Linked DNA regions of Mus musculus: region 1 is linked to region 2. Evidence: chromatin contacts called from public promoter capture Hi-C data. All regions are on one chromosome and are shown on one strand. Each heading gives the region's core, a stretch centred on a gene start, on an enhancer-like site or on the middle of the called end of the contact. The rest is flanking DNA. Distances are from core to core; before and after follow the strand shown. Region 1 overlaps Depdc5 (DEP domain containing 5). Region 2 overlaps Pisd (phosphatidylserine decarboxylase).

Region 1 (3,711 bases), core at 1,108-3,607, 150 kb after region 2:
GTGTTTCTTTGTGTTCCTAACAAAGGACTTTGCTCCCTTTTATTGAACACCACAGAACATACCACACGGGGAAGGAAGGAGGGATGCTTTACAGAAACCTTTAAGAGAATTTTATAAGGGATTATGTCATTGGGTCTAACTGACCCAGATAACAAGGAAGCAGATGTTATCAAGCAATGTCTGTACACTGTCTTTAACATTTATGGTGGATATTCACTCATTTTACAAGGTTGCTTTCAATCTATATTTGCTGTTTCCCATACACATACACACTCATTTATGGGTCAGGGCAAGGAAGAATACATAATTTAAGATTGTAATTTAGATTGTAAAGGTTCTACAGAGCTCTGGCTGTTCTAGAACTTCCTGTGTTCCCTTAGTGCTGAGATGAAAGACATACACCACCTTGCCCCTCGATGCATTGTTCTCTTACAGGCATTCTGTGTGTCTTCAAGGTGTATTACTAACTGTGGCTGGGAGGTCCAGCAAAAGTTCCAGTCTTTTAGAATGTGAGATATTTTTATGTTGTATTGCTACACATGTGTATTTGGGTGTGTATATATGTCTGTGTACATACTTATGGAGAGCAGATGTCAACTTTGTCTTTTTTTTCTAGAGCCATTCACTTTCTTTTTTGAGACAGAGTCTCTCATTGTCTTGGAGCTTTCCCAATTTGGCTAGGCTGGCTAGCCAGTGAGGCCCAGGCTGTCTCCCTAGTCCTGGGATTGCAAGTGCACAGCCCTGAGCCTGTCTTTTTTTTTTTTTTTAACATGGGTTCTGGAAATTGTGCTTGCATGACAAGCCCTTGCCATTTCTTTTTTTTCTTGAGACAGAGTCTTGCTGTGTACCCATTCCTTCCTCCTTAGCCTCCCAAGTGCTAGAATAATGGACATTGGCCACCATGCCAAGTTTCCATTCATGTGTTTTAGTCTTGATGTCTGGGAAGAAAATGGCAGCCTCCAGTTAGTTCTAACTTGTATACCTTTGAGAAAAGCCAACTTACAGGGGTTGGCTGGACTTGAGTCCCAGTGGCAGGTACAGGTGAGACTCTTGTGTTCCTTTGTGCTCAGTGTGCTATAAGATTGTTCCCATGGCCCGTCAGTTTTCTGTGGCGGCAGTGGCTGCTGCTGCTGCTACCATGGTCTTACTTTGTGGCTGTGGCTGCCCTAGACCAGACTGACCTTGAGCTCACAGGGATACACCCTCCCCTGTTTCTTTCCCGTGTGTTAGATTAAAGGTGTGTGTCACCAGACCTGGCCTCATTTTTATTTTTTATTTGTTTGTAGATAGAGATTTTCTAGAAGTCAGAACTGGGGCAACATCCCAAACATTATTTGCGAGTTTATAACATAGAAAGAAAAGAGAATACAAGAGGGTCTCTGAAGAATAGAACGGCAGTACAGCATCTGTGTGTTCATTCAGCGCTCTGGTGTGAGGCTAATCTTCACTTAACATGGGTTTATGACATGGATGTATTAACATTATTTTTAGCGGGATTGGGGTTTAATGGTTTCAGCTATTTTTTTTCTTGAACACTAACCTTTTTCCTGGTTTTTGTTTGTTTGTTTGTTTTGTTTTGTTTAACTTAAGTATAGATCAGTGAGTAGATACAAAGAACTTCCTGTGCACTTAACTGTATACCAAACATCAGGATGAAAGTACCCTGATATAAAGAGCTCTTGCCCCTTCCCTTATTGAAGGTTCTGATCTAGTTAGCAGTTAGGACCAGTGAGCACATGGCATGTGGGGAGCAAAGGCCAGAGCAGCAATCCAAAATATTGCTGATGTTGAAGTTGGAATTTAAAATTTTTTACTATTATTATTGGTTGTTGTTGTTGTTATTATTGTTTGAGACAAAGTCTCACTATGTAGCCCTGGCTGGCTGAGACTTTGCTATGTAGACAGGCTAACCTCTTTTTTTTTTTTTTTTTTAAGGTTTATTTATTTATTATATGTAAGTACACTGTAGCTGTCTTCAGACACTCCAGAAGAGGGCATCAGATCTCATTACAGATGGTTGTGAGCCACCATGTGGTTGCTGGGATTTGAACTCAGGACCTTCGGAAGAGCAGTCAGTGCTCTTAACCACTGAGCCATCTCTCCAGCCCCTAACCTCTTAACTCATAAAGATTCACTTGCCTTTGCTTCCAGAGTGTGATCATGCTTGGCTTTATTATTTGTGTGTGTGTGTGTGTGAGTGTGGTATATTTGGAGGTCAGAAGACTGCTTTTGGAAGTTGAGTCCCTCCTCCACCATAGGCTGCCAGAGATCACATTGTCAGGTTTGCACAGTGCTTTCACTCACTGAGCCGTGGCGTTGGCTAGAAGTGGGAAGATTTGCGAACCTAAAACAAAGCCAAGCACAGGTGCGCTGACCTCATCTAGATTGCAGTTTGCCTTAAGGTTTAGCTTACTGAAGCCGGGTATACTAGGGGCCAACTTTATCCAGCACTCAGGAAGTAGAGGCAGGTGGATCTGAGTGTGAGGACAGCTAAGGCTACACAGAAAACCCTGTCTTGAAAAACAAAGCATAACAAAAAGTTGGGGCTGGAGAGATGACTCAGTGGTTAAGAGTACTGGCTGCTCCTCTGGGGGACCTGGGTTCAATTCCTAGCACCCACATGGCAGCTCACAAATGTTAGTAACTCCAGTTCCAGTGGACCCAACACCCTCACACAGACATACATGCAGGCCAAACACCAAGCATGCATAAAAATAAATAAGTGATTGATTAATGACCTTTCTCTCTCTCTCTCTCTCTCTTTCTTTCTTTCTTTCTTTCTTTCTTTCTTTCTTTCTTTCTTTCTAGTTTCTACACATCCAAAAGCCAGCTCTTTTGTAACAGTTTCACTCCACGGATAAAACTAGCAGGAAAGAAGGTATGTTTCCCCAGTTTGACCAGCTTTCGGGGGGCTGTCACCCAGCTGTGTATTTATTCTGATTTTGATGCTTCAACCTTCCCTCTCCCCTGCCTAGGGTCATAAACAGGGTTGAAATACTTTTGTGTGTTGAAACTTTAAGGAGGGGCTGGTGCTACAGCCCAGTGTAGAACACTTTCCTAAGCACATGCGCATAAGGCTCTTGATTCAGTCCCCAGCAGGAAAGCAGGCTGTCTGGCTCTAGTAAAGTTTGGAGGGTAGCGGGGAGAGTTCCTTTCATTTGATGTTACTGGCTTAATTCCAATACTGAGACCTCTGTTATTTGAGATGAGGGTAATGAGAGAACTACACATTGTAGCAAAGGAGAAATATAAAAGTTATAAATGATCACATTGTGGTAGTAAGTAAATGGAAATTTAAATGTGGAGGATTTTTTTTCTCTGCTTACCACAAAATATGCTAATAATAATTCTAAATACTAGGAAAGGTGGTAACATCGGCGCTGGAGTTCCTGATTGGTATATGATACTTTGGCAAAGCAGGGTAGCCATGTGTATCAAGTGTATTGCGAATGTTTATGCCATTGGGTGTAGCTTGAACATTTAAAAATAATTTCTGATTGTTGGTGTGGGAGATTTGAAAGACTCATTAGAACACTTTTAAGAGGGATAGCTCAGCCAAGTTGGTGGCATGTTTCCTTAATTCCAGCACTAAGAAGGCTTAGGTGGGGGTGGGGGGGTTGGGGGGGTGATGTGAGTCTGAGGCTAGCCTGGCCTACATAGGAAGTTTCAAATTCATCAGGCCTACAAAGTGAGATCCTGCCTCAAAAAAAA
Region 2 (3,550 bases), core at 56-2,555:
ATGTCTAAATCCTCCTCCATCTAGTAAATTGTTGTTTACTTAAAGGCCCACTGCTCTATTCTAGCAACGTAATAGCCTGGGCAGTGGACCTTTCTCCTTCACTTCCTGAGCCAATTCTTTTTAGACTAGCCAACTGAATAAGATAGTGAGGGTGGACTCCAGTCAGTGGGGAAAAAGACAGTCACCACCTGAGTCAGATAAAAACCCAATGCACTTCCTGTCTCTGTGTGTCTACTCTTTGTCAAAAATAAAGTTTGAGTGAATAAATAAATTAGTGATGAAAAAAAAAAAAAAGACTAAAGTTTGAGCCAGGCATAGTTGGCCTCTGCATGGGCTCCTACCTCCAGGCTCCTACCCTATTTGAGTTCTTGCTTTTTGTTTGAACAGAGATGGGGAAGTATAAGTAAAATAAAGCTTTTCCTCCTCAATTTGCTTTTGGTTAAGTTGTTTCATCACAACAACAGAAATCCTAAAATAGAACTGAGTACAGTTTGTGGGATGTGAGGAGCGGGTGTGGCAGCAGTCCCAAGATGGCGCCCGGGACTGCAGCTAAGTCTTATGACTTGCACCTGACTTCCTCAAACACCTGAAAATAAGCCAAGACCATTGTGAGAACTGCACAGGTGCACCATGATGCTGGCGGTGTAAACAAGTCCATATTTGGTGGAGACATGCCCCTGCCGCCCTGATTGGCTGAAGCTGCGTGCCTGGTGAGGTGGCGTGGCCTGCCGTGAGTGGATGGGGGCTGAGAGTATATAAGAGTGAGAAGCCCGAGTGGTTTCCGGTGTGCCCGAGCGGGTGCCAGCAGACTGACCAATCCCAGGGGGCCACGGAGCCTTCTCCTGTGCCGGGGTGTATATAAGCAGACCTCCCTGGATGCCCGGGGTCCCCGTAGCAGCATCGAGGCATTCCTGCAATAAAGGCTGTTGAGAAGAATCCGACCGTGTTGTGTCTTCCCTGCCACAGGGAAGGTGGGCGCGACATTGGGATACTAATGTGGCAATCCTGACCATGTGTTTTGGGGAGGACTGTTGGAGGGAAGCCGTAACTCTGGGTTAGAAAAGCCACTGAATGTTCAAATCTTAGCAAGCTGTTGTGAGAACTTGGACCATTAGAATGCTGAGAGCTATGCACAAATTTTAGTGTGAGGGATAAGGAAACTCATTTTGTACCTGCTATCTACTTTAGTACCTTTGGCCTCTGACCTAAAGTCCTGAAAAGCCCTTACCTCCTCTCAGAACTGTGTAGCTACTGTGAAGTGATTGATCACGTGTTCTGGCTTCTGTAGACTGACTTATCACTGTGAGCACGGGGAATGAGGCAGATCCTCACAGAGCTGTAAATTCTGCAGCAGTGAAGTAATTGTGGTGTTAGCCTTAAAAAGCCTTCCCTCCACTTGCTTCTGTGCAGCATCTCTGACTTGGCTTTAGAGACTGCGGTCCTGCTAACAGTTATTTGGCTAGTTATAATCTACATTGAGTCAGTAGTCTTTCCCCAGTGGCCTCAAACTCCATAACACTAGAATGAAGCAAAGGCTCTCTCAAGACCATTTAATATTTTGATTTAAGATTCTGTGGTTCTGCCAGGCAGTGGTGGTGCACGCCTTTAATCCCAGCACTTGGGAGGCAGAGGCAGGCGGATTTCTGAGTCCGAGGCCAGCCTAGTTTACAGAGTGAGTTCTAGGACAGCCAGAGCTAGACAGAGAAACCCTGTCTCAAAAAAAAAAAAAAAGATTCTGTGGTTCTGGTCAGCTGGTCCTGACTTATCTTCTGTAACAGAAGAGTCCAGATCACTGTAATCTTCAAATGCCAGTCTATGGGAGCCATGCCTTTCAAACCACCACATTCCATTCCTTGGCCCCCATAGGCTTTCAGCCATAACATAAGGCAAAATACATTTAGTCCAACTTCCAAAGTCCCCAAAGTCTTACCACAATCTCAACAATGTTTGAAAGTCCAAAGTCTTGACTGAGATTCATGTAATCTCTTAACTGTAACCCCCTATAAAATAAAAGCAGATCTATCCTTCCAACGTATCATGTGCATAAGGAAGGGAGCGTGGTGAGGAAATACTGGACCAAAGCAAGAGAGAAAATCAGCTGGGCCAACTCCAAACTCTGCATCTCCATGTATGATATCAAAGCGCTCTTCAGATCTCCACTCCTTTCAGCTTTAATTGCAACAGACTTCTTCCTCTTGGGCTGATTAACTTCCTGTTTGGAGCTTTCTTTGGCAGATCTCCCACAGCTCTGGCATCTCTTGAACCTCTTGGGGTTTTCAAGGCAATCCAAGCTTCACCTTCACAGTTTCACACAATGGCCTCTCTGGGCCTCCATGCAGGGACACCCTTGCCACATTTGGCCACTTTCCTTAGTCAGGGCGGGAGATTCCATAACCCCTTTCTTCTATCTTGACTCTAAAGCCTGAACCACGTGGCTAAAGTTACCAAGTCCCATTGCTTGCTGTGGCTGGAATATGTCCCTCATGTTCAACTGTATCTTCACCAGCTTGTTTTCGGTGATTTATTCACTCTAAGGTTGGCTGTTCTAGAACTTGCTCTGTAGGCTCACCTGGAACTCAGAGACCTGCATGCCTCTGTCTCCTGAGTGCTGGGATGAAAGGCAGGAACCATCACTCCTAGACTTTTCTTTAATTTCTTTTCTCTAGATGGAAGCTTAGCTTGGTAGAATCTCACCCCAGGTCATCACTCTGTTAATCCCATTTAATATCCTTGAACACAGGATTTAGCTCCATTCCATTTCCTGGTTCACCTAATTTAATACTTGAACAATACCTTCTGTATTTTTCCTTTCTACGCTTGCTCCATGTCAACAACAACAACAACAACAACAACAAAATGCAATTCCTAAGAGTGAAACCCACAGGACAGAATCTATGCTAGGCTGTTTTAAGACCTCATTTGTCAATGCAGTTAATCTAAATCTCTTCACCTTAGCCTCAGGCAGACTCCTTGGACAAGGGCAAAAAGCAACCACATTCTTCACCACAATCTTTAGACAACATTCTAAAATTGTTTTTTTCCCTAAAACTTCTTGAACCGGGCACCCACAGTTCAAATCACCCTTGAGTTCTTGGAACAAACCTATGTCTGCCACCAAACACTGAGGTGACAGGGACATGCTGCCATGGATGGCTTTTCATCCTTGTGCAGTGAACACTATTACACACCTCCCCAGCTCCCTAAATTTGTCATTTTCAAAGTTCCACCAGAATGAATGGTCACAATTGGGAAAATTTCTTTTATTTGCAATGAGTTTAGGTAGGTACTGGAGATGAGGGGTGCTGCCAATTCAAGTCTCTCCTCACCCTGCTGCCACCACAAAATATTCTAGCATCAACCCAGTGCACACTACTTTCTATGAAATGAAATGCTGGCATCTTACTTGAAAACCCAGGAGTTCCATAGCCATGTTACTCACGTAAGGGATGGTTACCTAGAACTCCCACAATTCTTTACCTACAGGTGTCTGAGAACTCCCATTGCATAGGCCATTCCACATCAGTGTCTTGCCAGTCTAGGCTTGGGACCC

Evidence for each region. Promoter capture Hi-C pulls out the DNA fragments that hold promoters and counts their contacts.
Region 1: a contact with region 2 is called in a promoter capture Hi-C map of embryonic stem cells, with 2.5 times the contacts expected there. The contact joins two enhancer-like sites. A contact is called at or near these places in 8 of 39 promoter capture datasets (the 3T3-L1 cell line, the HPC-7 cell line, embryonic stem cells and 4 more).

The regions. Positions count from the first base shown.
Region 1 is chr5:32,907,649-32,911,359 of GRCm38.p6, forward strand. It overlaps Depdc5 (DEP domain containing 5), which reads left to right. Exons shown (of 43, transcript NM_001170567.1): 18 at 2,809-2,878. Among named protein-coding and RNA genes, the nearest start is that of Depdc5, 46 kb to the left of the region's middle. Within about 2 kb of position 2,358, at least 4 of the 459 cell types and tissues checked have an H3K27ac peak or open chromatin away from gene starts, as enhancers often do. A contact at or near this core is called in embryonic stem cells, where this site is marked.
Region 2 is chr5:32,759,691-32,763,240 of GRCm38.p6, forward strand. All of the region lies in intron 3 of Pisd (phosphatidylserine decarboxylase), which reads right to left. Among named protein-coding and RNA genes, the nearest start is that of Pisd, 24 kb to the right of the region's middle. Within about 2 kb of position 1,306, at least 35 of the 459 cell types and tissues checked have an H3K27ac peak or open chromatin away from gene starts, as enhancers often do. A contact at or near this core is called in embryonic stem cells, where this site is marked.